Linked DNA regions of Mus musculus: region 2 is linked to region 1. Evidence: chromatin contacts called from public promoter capture Hi-C data. All regions are on one chromosome and are shown on one strand. Each heading gives the region's core, a stretch centred on a gene start, on an enhancer-like site or on the middle of the called end of the contact. The rest is flanking DNA. Distances are from core to core; before and after follow the strand shown. Region 1 holds the start of Kif26b (kinesin family member 26B). Region 2 overlaps Kif26b (kinesin family member 26B).

The links. Promoter capture Hi-C pulls out the DNA fragments that hold promoters and counts their contacts.
Region 2: a contact with region 1 is called in a promoter capture Hi-C map of hippocampal neurons, with 4 times the contacts expected there. The contact joins the enhancer-like site here to the promoter of Kif26b in region 1. A contact is called at or near these places in 8 of 39 promoter capture datasets (the 3T3-L1 cell line, frontonasal cranial neural crest, hippocampal neurons and 4 more), 13 of 484 Hi-C or Micro-C datasets (adipose-derived mesenchymal stem cells, cerebellum, cerebral cortex and 7 more), 3 of 115 datasets of contacts at active chromatin or transcription factors (embryonic limb bud, embryonic stem cells and forebrain) and 3 of 9 other capture datasets (adipose tissue, embryonic stem cells and liver).

The regions. Positions count from the first base shown.
Region 1 is chr1:178,526,984-178,533,983 of GRCm38.p6, forward strand. Kif26b (kinesin family member 26B) reads left to right here and starts at 2,142. Exons shown (of 15, transcript NM_001161665.1): 1 at 2,142-2,642; 2 at 3,406-3,807. The coding sequence starts at 2,580.
Region 2 is chr1:178,622,837-178,630,172 of GRCm38.p6, forward strand. The region is part of intron 2 of Kif26b (kinesin family member 26B); the gene reads left to right. Among named protein-coding and RNA genes, the nearest start is that of Gm24405, 10 kb to the right of the region's middle. Within about 2 kb of position 4,230, at least 22 of the 459 cell types and tissues checked have an H3K27ac peak or open chromatin away from gene starts, as enhancers often do. A contact at or near this core is called in cerebellum, cortical neurons and hippocampal neurons, where this site is marked.

The DNA.
Region 1 (7,000 bases), core at 892-3,391:
GGGGGCGGGTCAGTGAGAAGAATTTACACCTTAATTTGGGGACTATATTAGATTGTATATATATATATATATTAGATTGTGTATGTATATATATTATATATATATTATATATATTAGATTGTATATATATATTAGATTGTATATATATATTGTATATATATACATATATAGATATATTCGTGTATGTATTTATTTATAGAAACTCATGGAATTTTACACTTAAATTTTATGCATTTCACTGTATGTAGATTTTACATCAACTCTCTTGAGGAGCCGCCATCTATAAAATTTCACCAACAGAGGGCGCTCCGAGCCCATCAAACGCCGGGGACCGAAGATATTTTGAGATGCACATCAGATCTCAGGGCTCATCATTCTTCAGGACGAATCGTGCAGCTCCGCAATGGCTCTCCCTTCGACACCCCACCTTTCCCACTTCGGGCTTCACGGGCTCGTCCATTTCACCTGGCCACATGCTGCTTTGAGGCTGATAAGCCGCGCGTAGCTAATGGCGACGATATTTTCCGCGGCACCTAGGCAGAATACAGATGCGGCTGCAGTTGGGCTGCCTGGAGGCTACCAGTCCCCCTAAGGTCTTCGGCAGATATGATCGCGTTGAAATTGGAAGTAGGAACGTAATGGAAACTTCCACAGTGTTCTCAACATCTTCATTTTGACCTTCTCGCCTCGCTTTAGAGGCTATGAAATATCCGGGGTGCACCAGCTGCAGAGGGCGCTGGGCGGGGATGGCGATGCCCGGGAGGCGCCGAAGGTTCACACAGGAAGACAGGAGGGGGGGGCGTTGCCCCGGGTTCTAGCACCCCAATTGTTGTATTCTGCCCCCTCCTTTCTCTTGCATATGTTGAAGGAAGACAGCGACTAGGGAAGCCCGAAATGTCCTCCTGCCCCCGCCTAGCCCCAGGCCAGGTCTTTCCGGGGTACCCAGATGCCATTACACCACACGTGATCTCCGCGCCCGGCTGGTCCCGCAGGAGGCGTCTCGTGGGGTGTTAATTAAAGGTCACAACAAAATAGACCTGCCGGCTCACCAGAAGAAATGTCCTCCCGGGAAATGAAAAATGACACCCCGGAGCAGCCACGTGTGGAGCCCGGCGTACGCCGGCTTCCTGCGCTCCTGGGCGCTGCGCCGGGCGGGGGACGGGAATCAGACAGCGGGCGACAGCTGGGTGCTCTGGAGATCCCACAGGTCCGGGTGCTGGCAGGCAACCGTGCAAAGGGGCAAGGGGACGATCCCAGTCCCCGAGGTCGATCAGCTCGCGCCACACCCCCTCTCCAGGCCCGCGCAGTCCTTCCGCGCGCGTTCGGCGCGACCAATCCCTCAGTTTCCCCAGCCTGGCAGCTACAGGCTGGGTCTCGGGCTCACCTGTGCAGGTCTCGGGAGGTTTTCCCTTCATTAACAGGGGCTTGGGCCCGTGGGCGGGCGCGGGAAGGGGGGCTCAAGGCTCCCGGTGCTCAAATCGGGGTCCAGGGGAGGAGGGTCCCCTGGCCCGCTGGGGCTAGGAGGGCGAATCAAGACAAGGTTTGCCAGGCAGGTCTGGGAGAACAAAGGGCGGGGGGGTTGGTCCCGGCCTGTTTGCGGACTTGTTTGTGACTCAATCCGTTTGCACGGCTTTTCAAAGGCAGACCTGCACGCCTTGCCAGGAAGAGACCAGCTCTCGGGGAGGGGGGCGGGGAGGCCTGGGTGCTGCGTTTCAGCGCAGCTCGGCCGACTCCGAGCTACAGGCTCGCGCGCTGGATAGCACCGGAGCCCGGGGCTGTGGGCCCCTCGCCAGCAACTTCCCCGCCCGGAGCCAGATTTACGACCCCACCCCCGCCCCGGCTGCGCCTGGCGATGCCAGGCCCAAGCGCCGCGCCGTAAATGGATCGCGGCAGGCGAGGCGGCGGCGGCGGCCCGGCGGGCTCCGAGGCGGCGGGGCTGAGGTTCCCTAGGCTCCGCGCTGCTCCCGGACGGACACACGCGTCCTGACCGCGGGCTGCTCTCCGGCCGCGTACAGCCGCCCTCTCCTTGCCCTGCGCGCAACTGTCAGGAGAAAACGGGACGGCGCATATTGGCTCGGCGACACGCCGTGGCTCCTCCCCGAGTCTGGATCCTTATATTTTGGGAGAATTTCTTTGAACTCAGTTAGCGAGCTCGGGGAAGGAGGCAAGTTCCCACCGCCGGCTCGGCTCGGCGAGGGCTCGCCCACCTTCCCTGCAGCCTCCCTGCGTCCTCGCCGCCGTCCTCCTCCGTTTCGGCCCCGCTAGAGGAGAACGCGCGCTGGCCGGGTGGAGGAAAATGCTAGCGATCTGGATGTGACCGCGAAGAGAGGACGCGTGGCTGGAGGAGGCAGAGAGATGAGAAGACCCATTATTTGAGAACCACCAGCCGTTCCAACCTTTCCTGCAAATTGGTGCTATTACTTCTGGGGTCCATTTGCTTTCATTCTTCCCAACCCCCCATTAAGAAATCTTGACTTGAGGACCAACCCCTACCACGAGGGGGGACGCGTCTGGGTTGGCAGACCTTTTGGATGTAGCCTTGTGGGAACATTTAGACCCTTTCCTCTGGAAGAGCCACCATGAATTCGGTAGCCGGAAATAAAGAGAGGCTTGCGGTCTCCACCAGGGGCAAGAAATACGGGGTAAGTTGTGGCGGTGTCCACGAGGAGATGCGTTTCCAGGGACTCATCTGAGTGGGTGTCCTCTGCTTCCCGGGAGCCGGCGGCGGATGCAGGGTCCCCAGCTCTCGGGTGCACCGGCGTCCCCACGGCCGGCGGGGTCGTGCGTGCATGGAGGCGGGTCTGCAGCTCGCCTGGCTACGGGAATGTCTTCAGCCCTTGGTTCCTCCCTTTCCTCACACCCTTAACTTTTGCAGTATTTCGGGACTTGCAGACAGAGTTAAGCCGAGGGGGAGCATTTCCCAGGAATTCCTCTGCTCTTCCCTCGGATCGCTGCCCTGGAGCGGGGAGCCCGTTTGCTTTACCTGCAGGACCTGGGGTGGGGGCTGTTCCCCGAATGAGTAAACATCCAGAAGTCACAGTCACCCACCCTGCGATAGGGTGTTCTAGGACTGTGTACCTAGGCCCTTGCTGGGGTGGGTACCGGGTTTGAAAGAGTAGGGCGCTGGATTTCTGGGTGTTCTCGCAGAAGCTGCAGGATATCCACACCCCGCAAGCTCTTGTGCTGACCCCAGGAGGAATGGAGGGGGACCTGCGTGCGGGTCACTCTGGCGAGGGTGGGTGGGACAGGACTTCCTTAAGGATTGGTCACTTGAAGGATGGAGATAGATGGAGGGCAGGTTTGCATCAGTGCGGGCAGGACGGCGACCCCCCCCCCCCACCAGCCCTCCGCCGCACGGGGGACTGATGGCTCTACAGGGCCTGACGCCGCGCGTCTCTCCGGCAGGTGAACGAAATGTGCTCGCCCACCAAGCCCTCAGCGCCCTGCTCTCCTGAGAGCTGGTACCGCAAGGCTTACGAGGAGTCGCGCGCCGGCAGCCGGCCCACCCCGGAGGGAGCAGGCTCTGCGCTGGGCTCATCGGGCACCCCGTCCCCGGGCTCGGGCACCTCGTCCCCGAGCTCCTTCACCGGCTCTCCGGGACCTGCATCTCCGGGCATTGGTACCAGCTCGCCCGGCTCTCTGGGCGGCTCACCCGGCTTCGGCACCGGCTCCCCTGGCTCGGGCAGCGGCGGCGGCTCCTCCCCCGGCTCCGACCGCGGCGTCTGGTGCGAGAACTGTAACGCCCGCTTGGTGGAGCTGAAGAGGCAGGCTCTCAAGCTGCTGCTGCCGGGACCCCTCCCGGGAAAGGTGAGCTACTGCGGGGTGCTCTGCGGGAAGATGCGCCCCACCTTAGGATGCTGCCTCGAGGCGCCCGGGTGTAAGGCCCCTAGCTGAGCACCCGGCTTCGCGGCGCCAGGGGATGCCCCCAGTGGGTTAGCCATACAGGTTCTCCCTACCCTGTCTGCAGCAGCATGCCAAAGGGGGCACTAACAGCCAGCTGCTGCGAGTTCCAGGTTCCAATGGCTTATTTGTGGCTCTACCTTCCCTGCATCACAGAAACATATTTTCCAAAGCCAGCATTTCTCTCTTAACACTCCATGTGTCTAAGTGAGGAAGATTAAGAGGTGGCCCGCTGTAAGAGCTGAGCTACATCCTGACCTGCTCCTGGGCTTATTTAATAAGCACATTGGTTCCTCCATAGCAACCCCGTCTGCGTGGTTTGACCGGCCTGGAGCCCCCAGAGCGGAACACAATGCAGTTGTATTTGCACAGTTGGGTCCAAGTACTATCACATGATAATATTTACTCATCCACTTCAAAGAGTTTTTATCAGTGGTTCGAGAAAAACATCAAGAAAACCGCATTACTGGGGGGGAGGTTGCTGACACTGCTCAATGACATTTTCTGGTTTATTTTTTTGTGACTTTTGAAATGAAATATTGTGATTCCGAATAGCAGGGCTTAGGAGTAGCCACATCTGCTTGCCTCTTCTGCTTATCCATGCACACACATGGATGTTTTGTATACCAGGCTTCAATTACACAGACAGCCATAGACTGCTGTAAAATTTAAAACGGGAAAAGTCGCTCCCGGGAGAATTGGTTTTATAAATCTAGAACTTAATCTCGAGAATAATTAACTCTGGGTTATTGTCAATTTGGCATTTTTGTCGTTCCTTCATTAATCTTCCAGGACACCGCAAGAGTAAATCTCAGGGCCAGGATCCTCTCTCAGCCTTACACTGTCTTGATTTAACACCTTTCCCCAAACACAGACCTAGTTTCTTTTTTTCCATTAATATTACTTGATTTCCCACCCCGTTCAAAGTACAGCCCCTGAGACGGCAGGTCCTCTTGGACGCTATCCTTCTCTGAGGAGAGCTTATCTTCTGATGAATCCACAGTCCATCATGTATCCTCGTCTGTGTCAAGTGTTGCAAAGAAGGGACTGTGGAATGGGGTGAGAGAGGCTTGATGGATACACATTTGAGAGATCCTGATGCTTGAGATGTGACAGTGGCTGATATTTGTAATCCTAATAAGTCACAGGCCACCAAAATTATCTTAGAACATTGAAGTCACATGCTCATAGGGGTTCTTCGTGTTGTTGTTTGCTCCTCTGGTGCAAGAGTAAAGAAGCACCAACTCGTATCTTCAAGAAGGGAAGGGGTGCGGGAACACAGACAGGAAGAAACAAAGGTTGAAGCTTAGCTGCATGCGCATGCCTGGTGATTTATGGGGTCATGCGAGAGACGGGGGCCTTTGTTTTTGTTAAAGCCACCTGGAAAATTCATTTCACACTGCTTAGAGGGCAGTGCCATAAATGTTCAGATTTTATTTATTGGATGAAATTAAAGTGATGTGAAACTGATCATATTGTAGAGGGGGCAATGGCTCCAGATGCAGCCAAGTCCTGGACAGGCCAAGTCTCAGTGCTTGCTCTATGATCCAGGGGCATTGAGAGGAGAGCTGTGAGTCTGGGGACGGTCACTGATCTATACACATTAGAACATCATACACAGTTGCCAGAGTTGCAGGGTTTAGCCAGGAACAAGGATGCTTTGGGCTAGCTCATTGATAGCGAGTGAGCTATGGAGCCTTAATATGAACCACCTACTGATTGTCTTTGGGAAGGGTAACTTTGGGGATTGTGTAAATGGTAGTCGCTGTCACCTTCTAATTAGATACAATTTCTATAACATCTTTAATGTTTGCAGCATTGTAATCAAACAAATGCCACGTTGTCTGGTGCCCTCTGCGTGGTGGGTCCTGTCCAATGGAGACAAGGCATTTCTTCTCAGTGCTAGCTTTATGAGCAAACTGTAAGTGCTGATTTATGAGCGGAACCTCTGTAGCCTGCAGGCCCTGAAAGAGTTAAGTTTCAGTAGAATAAGGGATGTCATTGTGACCCCAACGTGTAATTCGCTCCGGAGAACAAGAGTCTGGGAAGATAAAGACATGTTTTTGAGGGATAATTAGCAAAAGTCATTTTCATAATTCACTTAAGATGCTTAACCATATTTGGGGAATATTTTCACAAATAGAGTATTAAATCGTATTAGGTAGTATGAAAAACCTTCTGCATAGTCATTCAGAAGTCAGAGGCAGAAGAGCAGGCCCTGAAATTCGTTACTTAAGAATGGGTTTGGCTTTTTTTTTTCCGACCGATTTATTTTGCAATCTTAGTGAGTCAGTTTCACATTTTAATACAATGTGTTTTTAAAAATTAATTCTTTAGAATCTCATCCCGTTCTTAACGTTCCCATCAACACAGCAATGGAAAACCAATGGTTCAGATGGTTGGAGTGTCTGTCACAAGGCGAGGTTCAAAAAGTGCTTCTTTTCTTCCGAGAGAGAGATGAAATTGACATTTATCTAGTAGACAATATCCCGGGGGTTTAAGGTTTATAGAATCAGGATGTTGTAATGCCCACGGTCACGTTCTAATCTGATGAGTTCACTTCTTCATCCCTCTGCTGTCAGATGATTTCCCTCAACATGCTCTATTGCTGGTAGCAAGCTCTAGAGAGTTGCCCTCCATTTATTTTGGGGACAGCTGGATGAGGTGGGGTGATGAAGTGTTAGACAGCCTCTGGAGGGGCATCTGGATGTCCCCTCAGATTGAAGACTGCCTTTGGTGTTCCAAGAGTTGCTCTGAGTCTCAGCATGCCCGAGAGTGTATGGCGTCTGGAAGACTGGGCTCTGGGCTTCCGGGTAGACCAGTTAGTTCTATGACACTGGAGGATAGGGCTTCATGTTAGGCCATTATGAGACTTGGATGTAGCTGGGTAACCGGGTAAAGGATGATAATGTTGACAGAAGCAAGAAGAGAGAAAGATGGTGATAGTAGTAACTTGAGTTTCCTAGAGAGGGCATCAAAAGAAGAGGCAGATTGAGCTATAAACCTGATTGTTGCAGGTTATCTCAAAACCCAGAAAGTGAAACCTCTGCTCTGAATTCACCCTCTCAGGAGCAACTGAACTGGGCAAGGAGCTGTGCCA
Region 2 (7,336 bases), core at 2,980-5,479, 98 kb after region 1:
ATGTTCACTCTTCCTTTGTGTTATGTTATGTTATGTTATGTTATGTTATGTTATGTTATGTTATGCTATGCTATGTTATGATAGGCCTGGTGTTGCGTTAGGATGACAAGCACGTATCTTGCCAGCAGCATGCATTATTAGTCTTTCTACCGCCATGCACTGCCTTTTTCGCTGGCTGATAAAATAGGTGTTGCTTTCAAAAATTATACCCACCAAGACGATAGCAGCAGTAGTAACACATCTTAACATGAGATCTTTTGAACAGCCATGGGATAATTTGAATTAGAAGAATTTTACTCCCAAGTTACTCCTTTATCAGACATTATGAATCCCTGCCCTGTGGCACTGCCGCCCCCCTTAGTGAGAATGGTACAGGGTTAAGTGAGGTTGTGGTTCCTGCTATTCCTGAACTCATAGCCCCATGGCTGGGAGGTGGGACAGCCACCACTGGGGCGGATGTGTGGTGAACTGGGAACATTAGTGCCAAAAACGTCCATCTTAACTTCATTTACTACGTAAAAACTGGTCTCTGTAATCCATCGTCAGGTAAATGGTTAAATGGCATGCACTAGGTACATACAAAGGACCATCACTCAGTGTTTTTAATTCTGACACCCGCGGTATGGATGAACCTTGAAGACCTTGGTCAAACAAGCCAGACACAAAAGAGTAAACACCACATGATTCCACTTAGAAGAGAGACTCGTTTGTAGAGCTAGAGTCTGGAATAGGGGTCCTGGGGTTGGGAAGTGGAGGGTGAGCGGTTAGTGTTCACTGTGGGACGTTTCAAGTTGGGAAGACAAAAATGTTTGCCGTGGTTCTTGGTGGTGGTTAAAGAGCATTAACCATACGAGCACTACTAAACTGTGTCATCCAAAATGGTGATGTTGGCAAATGTTATTGTATGTATCTGTCTCACGTATCCACATTAGTCTATAGAATAGAACATTGTCAGCTGTGCCTATAAAAACCGAGTGCATAGAAATGCTCACAAGCACACAGTCCTTGGAAAGCAGAGGACAGCCCCATGGTACCGACTGGGGTTAGAGCCAGAGGCAGTTGGGACTGCACAGGTGTCCTGTGTCCTTCCAGTTGCTTCCTTCCCCAGTGCTCGCTGCTCAGAGGAGTCCTGGTGATGGTGAATACCGTCCAGGACCGGGTGACTTTTTCACAGTTGATTGGTAGGGAGAATCACTGTTGTCTCGGAGAAATGAGAACATGCACACTGGAAGGCTGCCCCTGCTTAACGCTCCTCTCCATCCAGCAGGCCAGATGGCGTTTTATGTGGTTTTCACAACTGTGACTCTGGATTGCTTAGGAAACCTGTTTCTCCCCAGCTCCTGCCTCGCCTGCCTTTGAGCTTAGCTTTCATGCCCGTGGCACCGTGTGAATGGTCACAGTGTCCCCTTCCTTTCCCTTTTATTTCTGCAGCAAAGCCTACCCCATCATCTTTAGCCTTAATAACTGCCCCACACTAGCATAGGAAAGCCTGTTTTTTTTTTTTTTTTTGGTTGTTGTTGTTGTTTTTTTCAGGGCTGGTCCTATGAGTGGTGATCCTTATGTTCAGTTCTGATTTCCCCCCTGAGTTAGGATCCTCCACTCGATGCCGCTCAATAGGAGCAGTTCTGTTGCTACACTGGCTTTGCCTCCTCCGTCTGGCATCCTACCATCAGATCAAACTTTCATAAGGAGTCAAGTCAAATTTATGTGTAATTCAAGAAGAACTTCACTAGGAAGGCAGTAATGAAAAGAAATATAGATCAACTTATAAAAGGATTTTCAAAATGCTCTTTATATAAAAAAAATCTTTTAGGGGTTGGAAGATACTTAGTAAAGTACTTGCAGGGTGAGCATGAAGACCCCAGTTGAATTCCCAGCACCCATGGGGGCAGAGGGGAAGCTGGGTTGTGCCGTGCATGCTTGTAATGCCATTGTTGGAGAGAAAGGCAGGCCGCTGGCTATCCAGAGTAGCCTTATTCATGAGCTCCAGGTTCAGTGAGACCTTGTCTCAAAATATAAGGTGGACGGAGATTGACAAAGATTCCTAATACTGACTTATGACTTCCACATGCATGTTTACATACATGGATCTGAACACACACACAGGCGCGCGCGCTTTCACTTTCAGAAAAAAAATGTTTTAAGAGGATCTTATGTATTCCAGGCTGACCTTGAACTTGCTAGGTAGTTGAGCTGACCTTGAACCCCTCATCCTTCTGCTCCAATGCCTGAGTGCTGGGATATCAGTTTGTGCCTCCATTCTTTTTATGCAATGCTGGGGACCAAACCCAGGGCTTTCTACATGTTGGGGATGAACTACATCAACTGAGCTATATCCCTGCCCTCTCTCAGTCTTTGCAGCAGTTCTGTGCGGGAACTGAATAGCTATGTCATGGGAGAAAGAGAGGTCAGAGAAGTTAAGTGATGAGGGCAAGGCTGCCTAACAGACATCGGATAAAGCCAGATCTGAGGCTGTACCTTCTGGATCCACATCCAGAACACTTATTATCACCCCAATATGCCTCTGGAAAAAGACAGTTCCATCTAGTGAGGACAGTTTCTGCATTACCCATCTCTTTGAGTGGCACATGAAGACATTGTCCTTCCCTAGATACATCACAGTGACCATTTAGACTTTATAAGACTCCCTTATATATTCGTTCTTTAGTAACAAGGGTCTGTATGTGGTCCTATGTGTGTGTGTGTGTATGTGTACATTCACACATATGTGGGTGTGTGTGCATGTATGGGGGTACATGTGTACATGCGTGGATATATGTGCATGTGGAGATCAATATCAGACATTATTCTTTAGGTACCATCCACCTCTTCTTTTTGATCTTTTAATTTAATTACTTTTATATGTCTGAGAGTTTTACCTACAAGCATGTGTGTATGTATGTGCATCACATGTAAGCCTGGTACAGAGCAAGTAAGAAGAGAGTGTCAGATCCCCCTTTGACTGAAGTTACAGATGGTTGTGAGCCACCACGTAGGTGCTGGGAACTGAGCCTGAGCCCTCTGCAAGAGCAGCCAGTACTCTTATGTGCTGTCTGGTCCCCCACTTTGTCTTGTTTTGTTTGAGGAAGAGTCTCTCAGCCTGGGACTGCTGATTAGACTAGGCTGGCTGGCCAGTGAGCCTTCGGCTCTGCTGTTTGCCTTCTGGCCCTGGCATTACTAGTGAGAACCACTGTGCGGGTTCCCCATGGGTGGGTCTAGGGATTGACCTCTGGCACAGAAGCACTTTTCTGTCTATGCTGTCCATGTGGTATATGTGGTCCATTTTAATGACCTGACAAAGTGAGGCAGAGATGTGAGGAGAGACTGAGTGGATTTGGTCTTGAAGTGCTTGTTTATCTGCTGTGACCCTTACAACTGTGGTCCTCACTGTTCCAGCAGGGATCATGGGATCGTGGAAGACAGCAGATGTTACGAAGGACACTTCTGTGATGGCCCCCAGAGACTTGCAGAAGATTGGGTGACAGTGTGTTGTCCTGCAGTGCTAGACTTCTGGCCTGGCTCATGAATGGCTGTGTCTACTTACCTTCCTATTTCTGCAGCTTTCCTCATTGTTCACCACCACAGGAGCTGCTGCGTGGACTTTGGAAGACCTTCTCTTTGGTGCAGCTTCATTTGCTGAAGACTTCAGACCTAACTTTCCCTATTTCTACACCCCTAGCTTTCTTTCTTTTTATATTTGGTGGTGTATGCATGCAGGAATGATGAATTTGTGTGCTGTGTGAGCATGTGGTGTAAGGGTGTGCTTATCTGTGCTAGTGTACAGGCAGCGGAGGACACTGAGTGCCCTGCTCCCTTCTCTGCTCTATTCCCTTGAGTCAGGGTCTCTCATTGAACTCGCTGAAGTCCTAGGCTGGTGACCAGCATGCCCCAGTGAGCCTCCTGTCTGCCTGCCCCTCAGGGCTGGGGTTATAGGGCACTAGGTCATACCCAGTGTTTTCTATGTGTCCTGGCATCCAAACTCAGATTGTCTTGTTTGCCCAGCAAGAACCCTTACCCAGGGAGGCATCTCTCTCCAGCCTGTTCACCTACCTTTCAAAGAGGCTTTCCTGGCTTTCAGGGTCCTCTGCCAGGCATCTATCAGCCTTCCATTGGTAGAGATGCCCCAAACCTAGATCATATTGGCCTATCCACAGGGATGACTGAGTTGTGGCCTCTCTCCATGTTCCTCTAGGCTGCTCGTTGCTGCCCATTCTGCAGTGTATGCAGAGTGGAGGGTGGCTCCCAGCTGCTCTGGGTTTTTGCAATGATCTGTCCTGGAGCCGAGCTTCAGCATGGATCATTCTGTTTCCTGTCGGAATCAATTTTCTGTCCAACTCTCATTTCCTATTGTGTGTTCCTCTGGGGTCAGCACAGCTTTGTCAGACAAAAGCGGGGCTTTCTCTCTTGGAGATGGTCCCGGCTTCTCTTCAGCTGTGTATTTGTCTAAGCAACAGCCGGGCACACAGTGTGTGACCACCCAGCTGCTTTGGCTGTCCTTCCTGGTTGTGCTTCAGGGTTTAATCTTCAGGGTTTAGTCTTTGGATGTGGGCTGGATGGAATCCTTACCCTGTATCTTAACCTGTAGGCTCTCTTCTGCCCTGACAGCATCTGAGCGTTCTTCAGCAGAGGTGAAACATTACATCACCGATATTGTCACCATTGTTTACTGCTCAGATGAATTTGGCAGAAGACTCAACAGTCTGTGTGTGAACCACAGCACTGAATCAGATTGCAGAGAAATTCTTATCTGTTCTCTGCCTTCCATTGTCTGATTTTTTACCTATAAACATTACAACGTAACCTCCACACCTTTCCACACCACTGTGCTGCTCTGAACACAGACACCAAGGAGAGTCACCCCACTCATTGTAACCCAAGTGTCCTTGGGGTCCACCTATGTCAACCTCTGAGGATTTCCCAGGATAACAGGAAATTTTATTATTTCTTTCAGAACACGGAGGACTAATGTGACAATAGAGATGGGACACGGTCATTACAGGATGAAAAATATGATGGGATAAGCCAGGACATTCTGTGACCTAGACTCATATCTTCTAACACGCTGGATGACCTTGCGCAAGCTTTACTCTGATAGCCCTGAATTTCCTTAACTGCAGAAACTGCCCTGACAACTCAGTATATCAACTTCCATCCACTTATAGGATCTTAGCAGAATTTATCTGGATGTTTTGATTGTTTGCCTCTGGATAATTCTTGCTTGCCTACCCAAAGAATGGCCATTGAGTCAGGTAAAGGTACTGGGAAGAGGGTGTGGCATTCAGTAAGATGGAGGCGAGAAGAAACTTCTCTCACAGAGAAAGCATTAATACAGTGGAGCTACTGGCATTTGAGCCATGCTGGACCCTCTGCCCTCTTTACCAAGTTTCTAGGCATTTAAAATTGTCACATGCTCCCGAAGCATGACACCATAGGGAGCATGACCCGGTGGGGGTCCTCAGACAGGTACAGTCCCTTCCCCTAGCAAATATGACACTTTTCCAGTCAATGGCTGCTAGAAAGTTCTCCAACTCTGCTGCCTCCCACTTCACATGAGGATCCCCGAGGGGTGGGGAAGCTAGCAGGGCCACACGGTCACCTTTCAGGGAGCACAAACAAGGAGTCTTTCGTTCTAGGGATGAAGGAACCACGCAGGGGCGTTGCATGTTTTCCTGATGCTGTAATTCCATCTCTGGTGCAGTGCTGACATATTCTAGTTCAAAGCAGCTAAGGGAGGAAGGGGTTCCGATTCCAAGCTAGAGCTCATCACTGAGGGGAAGTTGAGGCAGGGACTCAGGCAGCCGGCCGGTCACAGCACCTCCACAGTCAAGAGCAGAGAGAAACAAGGTGTAGAAGTTAGGTCCTGGTTCTTCTTCCCAGCCCCATGCTCCCAGAACTAAGACTCAGATTCAAAATAAGTTTACAAATACCTTGGCTATATAACTGGGCTCTTCTATGACTAGATCAAAATGTATTGTAACCCATTTATTCTAATCTAGGTTCTACCATGTCGCCGGTTACCTGTGTCTCTCGCCACATCCTCCCAGGAGAATCTCCTGCACCTGGCTCTAGCCTAGAATCCTTTCTGCCTCCCGGATGTCCCACCTCCTATTCTACCCTTTCCTATAGGCTATAGGTATTTTTAGTTGACAGGCAATGCATCCATACAATACACAAGATAATTCTTTCCTATACAACACATCCATGTTCCCTACCTGCTCATTAGACTCAGCTAACATCCTTCATTCTTAAACCGTTCAGGACCAGCCCATGAAACTCTGCTACCTGTATTCAGGAAAGTAGGGTGGTTTCCCACCTCAATTAACAATAGAGACATTTCCCCCAAAGTATTCCTACAGGCCTACCTGATCTAGATAATTTCTCAGGGGAGACTCTCTTGTGTAAAGTTGGTAGTTAAAACAAAACCCAGCACAACTGCTCTTTGAGTGAGCATACCAGCTAACGAGTCTGATGTGATTTCAGTTTCATAAGAGTAAAGTGTTCACACGCTTCCACTGGAGGGCTCTGACCACAGAGGCCGGAAACACCCAAGGGCACCCCTCTCCTCTCCAGCCAGCCCAGTGCTCAACGAGACCAGAGAAGGGCTTGATGGCCATTGGCAGAAATTTCTGTAAATTTCCTTTATGTGTGGATTGGAAGATGATATTTTTATTCAGGAAGGCATGTCTGACCCAATGATAGAAAATGGAATTGATGCCATTTTTTAGATTCAACCCTGTCTCTAATGTCTATTCTTCTGTTTGGTTCTGGGCACCCCTTAGCTCCCTGCTTTTTCAAGAACTTTGCTTAGCCTGACTCTTCAGAAGCTCACAGACAAGTAAAGCCTAAATAAGACCCAGGTATCCCTGAAAGGCACTTATTGTGGGCCTAGCTCTCCATCCACTGTCCAGTTTTCTTTTTCAGTTTTTCGTGTTTGTGTGTGTGTGTGTCTGTCTGTCTGTCTGAGTGATGGCATGTATGCATGTTTGTGCACTACACACACACACACACACACACACACACACACACACACACACAGGTGTACATGTATGTGAGTGTGTGAATAGTTCTGAGGTTTCTATCTGGAATCTTGCTCATTTGCTTTACACCTTATTCATTGAGTCAGGGTCTCTCCATGGAACCCAGAGTTTTCTGACATGGCTAGTCTTGCTTGCTAGCTTGCTCTAGGGATCCCCTGTCTCAGCCTGCTGTTAGGATTAAAGGTAGGCTGCCACACCCACCCAGCATTTATGTGGGTTCTGGGGATTCCAAACTCATCCTCAAGATTGCTGTGTGCACAGAAAACGTTTGCACTGCCCCGCTCCCCACCTCAGTGTCT